Regions from separate parts of the Athene noctua genome. Here region 1 is linked to region 2. The links are chromatin contacts, called in public Hi-C maps. All regions are on one chromosome and are shown on one strand. Each heading gives the region's core, a stretch centred on a gene start, on an enhancer-like site or on the middle of the called end of the contact. The rest is flanking DNA. Distances are from core to core; before and after follow the strand shown.

Region 1 (4,135 bases), core at 260-2,759, 170 kb after region 2:
AGGTAAACGGCAGGTGTTTGTTTGGTGGAACCAGAATGGTGGAGGGGGGAGGCAGCGGTCATTTTTGCCCTTGTATTTGTATGGCTGGGTGACTCTGGTACTTGGCAATACCCAGTAAGGCGCAACCTTGTCCTCCAAAAGTTCAGCTTTTGTTTTCCTTTATTAAAAGATAAATCTCTATCTGGAAGTGCTTCCAGAGAACTTAAAAAACCTGCGTGCTGACAGTAACCATCCTTGAGCTCTGGGCATTAATACGCTGCCAGCCCACTGTAATTAGGTTGGAAGTTGTGAACATGATTCTCTTTCATTTTTGTGAAGTATCATTTCAGACGGCCACTGGAGATAACGTAAGCACCAGCTCCATTCCCTCATTATCTCCTTATGTAGCACCAACAGGAGGGATCACTTGCGTTAACAAGTCGCTCTCGTGTCTCCTCATGTCTTGTGTCGTCGCTATCGGCAGCTGGCAGCTGGGGAACACCTCCGTTTAGATAGCTCACCTCCCGGAGCAGCAGCCTGACGCAGCTGCTCGGGAAATGAAACCCCACCGAGGGTTTATCGAGCTCCAGAAATCCCGGGGAGGTCAGCGAGCAGGCACGGCGCTGCCGCGGCCGCAGCCCCGCGTTGGCGAGGCCTGGTTGCGGCGGCTGGCGCGAGCAGGCGCTGGGGGCCAGAGCCCGCCCGCCCGCGTCCGCGGGGCAGCGCTGCCGCGGAGGGGCACCCGCCAGGCCCAGGGCGCCCTCGGGGCTCATCCCGGGGCTCACCCCCAGGCACGCAGACCCGCCCCCCGTTCGCAGCAGCGGCGGGGGGGCGCAGGCCGGAGCCCGGCCGCCATGTCGGGCCCCGGCCACCTGCCGGGCCCCGTTCCGTCGGCCCTTTGGCGGCGGCAACTTGTTGGAGCTCGGCCCGGCAGCGCCGTGAGGAGCCGGGGGCCGAGGCCGGGCGGCGCCACCCAGCCCCTCGGCTTCAGGCAGCGCGAGCTGCCGCCTCCCCCGGCTGCCTGCCCGGCGGGACAGGTGACACGGGAGGGAGCCGCGCTCCTGCGGGGGGGGCGCAGTATGAATCTGTCTGCGGGGTCTCACCCGAAGGCAGCGCCCGGCCCCACCCCCGGCCGCAGGAAGCGCAACAAGCCCCCGCCGGGTGCCCTCCCCGCGGCCCGCCCGGCAGCGGCCTACAGCTCCCAGGAGGGCGGCGCGGCCGGCCCGCCCCCGCCCGCCCCCCGCCGCCTGCCCTCACGGGCCCGGTAGTCTCCGCGCCCTCCCCGCTCCCTTCCTCGCGCCGGGCCGTGGCGGCGGCCGAGACTACGAGTCCCGAGCGCCCCCGCGGCGCCGCGCCTGCGCCGCCGGCGTGGAAGTGCGAGAGGCCGTTGCGTTGCGGGCAACGGCTGAGGCAGCGAAGAGGCTGTAAGCGGCGGCGCCGGCGCCGGCGGCTTCCGCGTTTGCCGGGTGCTGGGGGGGGGGCCGGGCAGGCGGGCCGGCAGCCGGGCGGGGGTGGGGGCGAGGAGCGGCGGCGGCGGCGGCGGGAGGACGCTCGGTGGATGGGCGGCTGGCGGACGGCGCCGGCATCTGTCAGGCGGTGGCATCTGTCAGGCGCCGGTCTTCAGCCGGGGCGCAGGGGATGAGCCTGTGAGGGCGGAGGAGCGCGAGTGGGGGTGAAGCCCGGCCAGAGCAGAGCCATGTCCCAGCCCCAGCAGCAGCAGCAGCCGCCGCCGCCGCCGCCGCCGTCTCCTCAGCAGCAGCCGCAGCCGCCGCCTCCGGCCGCCTCCAAGAAGCGGGACCGGCGCATCTTCTCGGGCACCTGCCCCGACCCCAAATGCCAGGCGCGGCTCTTCTTCCCGGCCCACGGGCCGCAGAGCAGCGGCAGCATCGAGTGCACGGACTGCGGGCAGCGCCACGAGCAGCGGCAGCTGCTGGCCGTGGAGGAGGTGACCGACCCCGACCTGGTGCTGCACAACCTGCTGCGAAACGCACTGCTGGGCGTCAGCGGGGCCGGCCCGCCCCGCAGGAACACCGAGCTCGTCAAAGTCATGGGCCTCTCCAACTACCACTGCAAGCTCCTCGCCCCCATCCTGGCCCGCTATGGTATGGATAAGCAGACCGGCAAAGCCAAGCTCCTCACGGAGATGAACCAGGGAGACATCTTTGACTGCTCCCTCTTGGGTGACCGCGCCTTCCTCATTGAGCCGGAGCACGTCGAAACCATCGGTTATGGGAAGGACCGCTCTGGCAGCCTCATCTACCTGCATGACACCCTGGAAGACATCAAGAAGGCCAACAACAGTCAGGAGTGCCTCATTCCTGTCCATGTGGATGGAGATGGCCACTGCCTCGTCCACGCAGTCTCGCGGGCGCTTGTTGGCAGGGAACTGTTCTGGCATGCTTTGCGAGAGAATCTAAAGAAGCATTTTGAGGAGAATCTGAGTCACTACAAAGCGCTTTTCCATGACTTTATTGATGCAGCGGAGTGGGAGGACATTATCAACGAATGTGACCCTTTGTTTGTTCCTCCAGAAGGCGTGCCAATGGGCCTTAGGAATATTCACATCTTTGGTCTGGCCAATGTGCTTCACCGGCCTATCATCCTGTTAGACTCCTTAAGTGGGATGCGAAGCTCTGGAGATTATTCAGCGACATTCCTCCCTGGTCTGATACCCCTTGAAAAATGCATGGGAAAAGATGGCATGTTGAACAAGCCAATCTGCATTGCATGGAGTAGCTCAGGACGTAACCATTATATTCCTCTGGTTGGAATAAAAGGTGCTGCTTTACCTAAACTGCCTAGGAAGCTCCTTCCTAAAGCCTGGGGAGTTCCTCAAGACCTCATCAAAAAGTACATCAAGTTAGAGGAGGATGGTGGTTGTGTCATTGGAGGAGACAGAAGTTTGCAGGATAAGTACTTGATGAGGCTCGTTGCTGCAATGGAGGAGGTTTTCATGAGTAAACATGGTATCCATCCCAGTCTCGTAGCTGATGTACATCAGTATTTCTACAGAAGGACTGGTGTAATAGGAGTCCAACCTGAAGAAGTCACTGCAGCTGCCAAAAAAGCAGTGATGGACAACCGCCTTCACAGGTGCCTCATCTGTGGGGCCCTTTCAGAGCATCACGTTCCTCCAGAGTGGCTGGCTCCTGGGGGGAAACTATATAACCTGGCAAAAAGTACCCACGGCCAATTAAGGCCTGACAAAAATTACAGTTTTCCCCTGAACAGTTTGGTGTGTTCTTACAACCCTGCAAAGGATGTGCTGGTACCAGACTACAGCCTGAGTAGTTTGACTGCTTGTAACTGGTGTCATGGTAACTTAGTGCGTCGCGTCAGAGAAGATGGATCTGTTTTGTATTTGGATGGAGACAGAACTAATACTAGGTCCACAGGTGGCAAATGTGGCTGTGGGTTCAAGCACTACTGGGAAGGTAAAGAATACGACAATCTCCCTGAAGCTTTTCCTATTACTCTAGAGTGGGGTGGAAGAGTAGTGAGAGAGACAGTCTACTGGTTCCAGTATGAAAGTGACACATCTCTGAACAGCAATGTGTACGACGTCGCCATGAAACTTGTTACCAAGCACTTCCCTGGTGAATTTGGTAGTGAGATTCTTGTTCAGAAAGTTGTCAACACGATACTGCATCAGACTGCCAAAAAGAACCCTGATGATTATACCCCTGTAAATATTGACGGTGCTCACGCCCAAAGAGCTGATGATGTACAGCAAGGACAAGAGTTAGAGTCGCAACTTCCAACCAAAATTATTTTGACTGGACAGAAGACAAAAACTTTGCACAAGGAGGAGCTGAATATGAGCAAAGCTGAAAGAACTATTCAGCAGAACATTGCAGACCAGGCTTCTGTAATGCAAAAACGGAAAAGTGAAAAATTGAAACAAGAGCATAAAGGGCAGCCTAGGACTGCTTCTCCCAGTGCTGTTCGTGAGGGGCCATCATCTGCACCTGCTACACCAACAAAGACCCCGTATTCTCCAACATCTACAAAAGAAAAGAAGATTCGAATAACCACAAATGATGGGAGGCAGTCAATGCTTACCCTGAAGTGCACTACCACCTTCTTGGAACTACAGGAAAGCATAGCGAGAGAATTTAATATTCCCCCATATTTGCAATGTATTCGCTATGGCTTT
Region 2 (4,583 bases), core at 2,037-4,536:
ATCCCCATCTCAATGCCCATGCTTGAGTGGGCAGAGAGCAGATCCCTGCTAGTCAGCTTCCCTAGGGAGGGGGGGAAGGAACAACGATAACTGTTTACAAGAGTTTTCTCCACTTGTAAAATACAAAAGTTACCGTGTATTCCCAGTGGCAAAGAGGTTTATAAATCTACATAAATACACATACAAAGTATTTAAGCTAGAAATTACTTTGATTAATCTTTAATATATACTTCAACAACATATACAGTTTTAAGAGCACAGTAAAAGCAAGCTTAAATCAGGTGTTTAAATTCAGAAAAACTATTTAATAGTCTTACCCTCACTTCCATGTAAGGTGGATCATTCTCAAGCTCTGCCTTATCCTGTGCCAACTTGGCCTTCTGATCTTCAATAAATTTGTCTAAATCATCCGCCATCATTTCTAAGGTTACAGAAAAGACATAGCGCATTGCCTCTATATCAGAACCTCAAAAATTTAAAGCTCAATTACAGTTGCTTAAGGCATCAGTTAAGTAATATTCAAGTTTCTCCTTCAGGACTACAAGCCTTAAGATGTTTACTGGGTCACTGAAACACCTGACTCAGGAAACCCATCCATGGATATTACCTGATGTTTCACCAGAGAGAAGGTTCAAAGATTCCAGATTATAAGGCTGATGATATTTCTCAAATCTTTTTTTCTAGCTTTTTTTCTAGTTTGGTTTTTTTTTTCTAACTGCACGTCTACCAATGGCCCTTTACTACACACTAGCACAAGCTTATTGTTAGTGAATTATAAAATTAAAATTAGACAATATAAAAAAATAAACAGCATAAAAGAATCATTAGACAAAAAAGTAAAAAAAGTGCAAAATACACATATACTCTAAAATAAGGACCAAATCTGTGCTTTAACTTACTACCATGAGAAGTCTTAAAATTCATCAGGCTTATTCAAAAAATCACACCAAAAAAAAAAAAAAAAAATCACAAAAAAACCACCCCACAAAACACAAAATAGATGCAAAGCGTTTCTGGAGTTGAAGCCTACAGCGGATCATTACCTCCTGTACCAATAAAATAGCAGAGGCAATAGAAGAGCTACAATTCTGCAATAAATGTAAAATCGTGGGTATCAGGCAGCATTGACTTGCAATCAGACAAGCCACTCATCTGTAAGAAAACATGTACTGAGGAACAGCTGATTACCTCTCTTCTGTTAGTTGTTCATTTTGCATATATAACTGAAAGCCCTTCAGAGCAGAAATTTTAGCATTTTATTTGTGCTATTTATTGTATATTACTGCTCCTAGAAAATCTCATAATTAAAGTCCATCAAATTAATGACAATGGAACTGTACAGAAGTTAAGGCACACATTCAGGCTTTGAGTGTTCTTTGTTAGGACAGTCTTATCAGAACTAAAAATACCGCAAAGCTGCATACTAAGTAACCATAGAAAGAAGACAGACAAAAAGAAAAAGAGCGACTGCATACAAGCCTACTCATCCTAATCTCCACGCAGCATTTTCACCAACTCCAGTGGAGAAGCTTTGCAAAACCAAGCCCACAGATAAAAAAAATATTATATAAATATATGTTATATTCCACACCTAAAGGAAGCATGAAATCGAGAAGAAAATTATGACCCTCAAATCCCTCATGCTTGACGTATTCTTTAAAATGTATTCCTTTAATTTTTTTCTCTTACAGTAATGCCATTTTTTGATGTATAATGTAAAACTATAATATTGTTACAAAGGAGGCAGAATTAGGACAACCTATTTACAACTCCTAGTGGTAATACAGGACAATCAATTCCAAAAATAAGTTTCCCCATCTGATTTGTCCTAAATCTTTAATCTCATTAGTTTTACACACTGATAAAGTATAAAAGAAGCCTAAAAAACTGATGCATTTTATTTAGCCTAGTGTGTTACATAAGAATAATGAAAAAACTGTTCTGAATGGCTGAAACAACTTGTCATACTAAAGAATATAAAAGGTGATCTCATCACCTATTCAGTGCTGCATAGTCAGCAAAGGAAAAGTTACTGCACTGTGAGATGCCTTTCCAGAAGCTCACTGACTAAAATCTGTATGTCTTACCTCTATTTACATTTATAAACTCTAGAACAGTCAGCACTGGCTGCTTCTCTACCCCTGTGAATGGCATTTAGAATAAACTCTTGCGGTCAGAAACATGACTCCTGCACCTTTCACCTTCGTTTCAATTCTTGTCTGAAAAAGCACGAAAAATTCCAGGGTCTCGACGTGCACAATTAATAAACTCTGACTAGAACAACACGACTTTTTCATAACTGTGAAGGCAATTAAACCCCAAAACAACAGACCAACAAGTTGTGCGAGTTACTTCCCCTCGCCATAAGGATATACTGCTTTTCCGGAACACGTACTACGGCCCAAAAACAACAAAAAAGACATTCATTTCGGAAAACCTTCAGCGTCAGGAGAGCAGATTTATTTCTCCAAGCGTTACAGCCCAGGGAAGCGCCCCGGCCGCGGCCTGCACCCCCACCTCTCCACCTCCCCCCTCGGCAGCATTTCCCAGGCAGCCGCGGAGGCACCGACCCCTCCTCGGGCCAGGTGTGGGGCGCGGTGGCGGGCGGGCGGCCGAGGGCTGCGGGCCGGGCGGGGAGGCGGCACTCCGGCCTCGGCGCCTTTAAGCAGCGCGGCGCCGTTGTCAGGCAACGGCCGCACAACAAACGGCTCCCACCGGAAGGTCTCGCGGGCCTCCGCTGCCCCAACCCCCCCACCCGCGGGGACACTCGGCACCGTAGCCCGGGCCCCGGCCGGCGCGCCCCGGCCCCGGCCCGCTCCCTGCGCCGCCTCCCGGGCCCGTCCCGTTCCCCTGCGAGCCGCCCCCGTCCCGCCCGCCGCAGGGGAGAGCGGGAGGGCCCGGGCTGTGAACAGGATGGCCGCTCGGCCTCCGCGCGGCGGGGCCAGCGGACCGGGCCGCGGGGGGAGGCCTCCGGGGCGCCGTCTATCCGTCCGCCCGTCCGTCCCTCCCGCCCAGCTCACCGGCGGCCGCAGCTCTCTCCGCGTCCCGCGCGCGCGTTACCGCCTCCCCGGAAACCGGCGGGCGGCGCCGAACAGCGCCCCCTGCTGCTCGGGAGGGCGGCGCAACGCGACCCGCGCACCCCGGGGCCACCCCGGCGCGGCTTTAACCGGTGAAAGGGAGCGGAGCGGAGCGGAGCGGAGTGGGGCGGGGCGGGAGGCGGCGGCGCTCTCCCCTCAGCGGGGGTCTTCGCGGGGCGCTCCCGGTGAAACACCGCTCGGCCGGGCGGGCGGGTTGCGGCGAGGAGGGCGGACGCGCTGTGACCGCGGAAAGGCGCCGCACGCTCTAACCCGAGGGCGCCGGGCGGCTCCGCGGTGACCCGCCGCCTCGGCTCGGCCGCGGTACGGCGCGGCGCAGCGCCGGCCGCCCCCACTGGGGGCGCAGTGCCGGCATCCCCGGGCCTGCGCGGACCGTACCACCTCCCCCCGCCACCCCCCGCCGCCTCGCGTTGGTTCCGCCGGCGGCCCGGTGCGGCGGGCGATGGCGGCGGCGGCGGGGAGCGGCGCCTCCGGGAGCGGGATGGCGCAGAAGACGTGGGAGTTGGCCAACAACATGCAGGAGGCGCAGAGCATCGACGAGATCTACAAGTACGACCGCAAGCAGCAGCAGGAGATCCTGGCGGCCAAGCCCTGGACCAAGGAGTGAGTGCGAACCGGGCCGGGAGGGGCGGGCGGTGCGGGCCTGGGGCGCGGGCCGGGCCGGGCGGCGGGGCCGGCCCTGATGCTTTCCGCGGCCTCTCTCGTCGTAGCCACCATTACTTCAAATACTGCAAGATCTCGGCGCTGGCGCTCCTGAAGATGGTGATGCACGCCAGGTCAGGGGGCAACCTGGAGGTGATGGGGCTCATGCTGGGCAAGGTGGACGGGGAAACCATGATCATCATGGACAGCTTCGCCCTGCCCGTGGAGGGCACCGAGACTCGCGTCAACGCTCAGGCGGCCGCCTACGAGTACATGGCAGCGTACATTGAAAACGCAAAGCAGGTACGGAGAAGGGGCAGGGGGTGTTTCTCTCCCTCCACGGTGTGGCTGCGGATCTTCTCAGTTCGTCGTGCAGGAACGTGTTCTGGGGTGTGCAGGCTTCCCCGCCTCCACCCCTCCCACAGAGATAAAGTGGCTGCCCTGTTTGTTCACAGGCATGGTGGCTAAGAGAACTGTGTCAGCAGCAACCCCTTTTAACATTTTCACATACATACTTCCATGTCTTACGGTAGGTCATCAAGTACTGGATTCTCCTTTCCATCATAAGTGATTTTTATTGCTCAGGAGGTGTTTTTCTGGCTGCAGCTGGTGGTTTGCGGCCAGACACAAGTGTGTTTCTACAATAACTGGTATAATACATGTTTCTAAAAACAGTAAGCAAAATAGCAGATATATATATCTGAGGTACTTACTAGTTGTAAATCAAGAACATAACATTTATTTTTACATTTTTGCTTTCTGAAGTCTTGCTGCATAGCCATGCTGCTGTTTTCTATAAAAACAAAGACATTTGTGAAGAAAATGCCAATAAATAACTTTCAGTGC

The links. A called contact is a pair of places that touch in the nucleus more often than the background predicts.
Region 1: a Hi-C map of liver shows a contact between it and region 2, with 12 times the contacts expected there. The contact joins the promoter of VCPIP1 here to the promoter of COPS5 in region 2. A contact is called at or near these places in 2 of 2 Hi-C or Micro-C datasets (heart and liver).

The regions. Positions count from the first base shown.
Region 1 is chr2:38,558,839-38,562,973 of bAthNoc1.hap1.1, forward strand. VCPIP1 (valosin containing protein interacting protein 1) reads left to right here and starts at 1,510. Exons shown (of 3, transcript XM_074898878.1): 1 at 1,510-4,135. The coding sequence starts at 1,676.
Region 2 is chr2:38,391,148-38,395,730 of bAthNoc1.hap1.1, forward strand. COPS5 (COP9 signalosome subunit 5) reads left to right here and starts at 3,287. Exons shown (of 8, transcript XM_074898866.1): 1 at 3,287-3,698; 2 at 3,806-4,040. The coding sequence starts at 3,538. CSPP1 (centrosome and spindle pole associated protein 1) reads right to left here and starts at 2,428. Exons shown (of 32, transcript XM_074898864.1): 1 at 2,088-2,428; 2 at 318-421. The coding sequence starts at 2,154.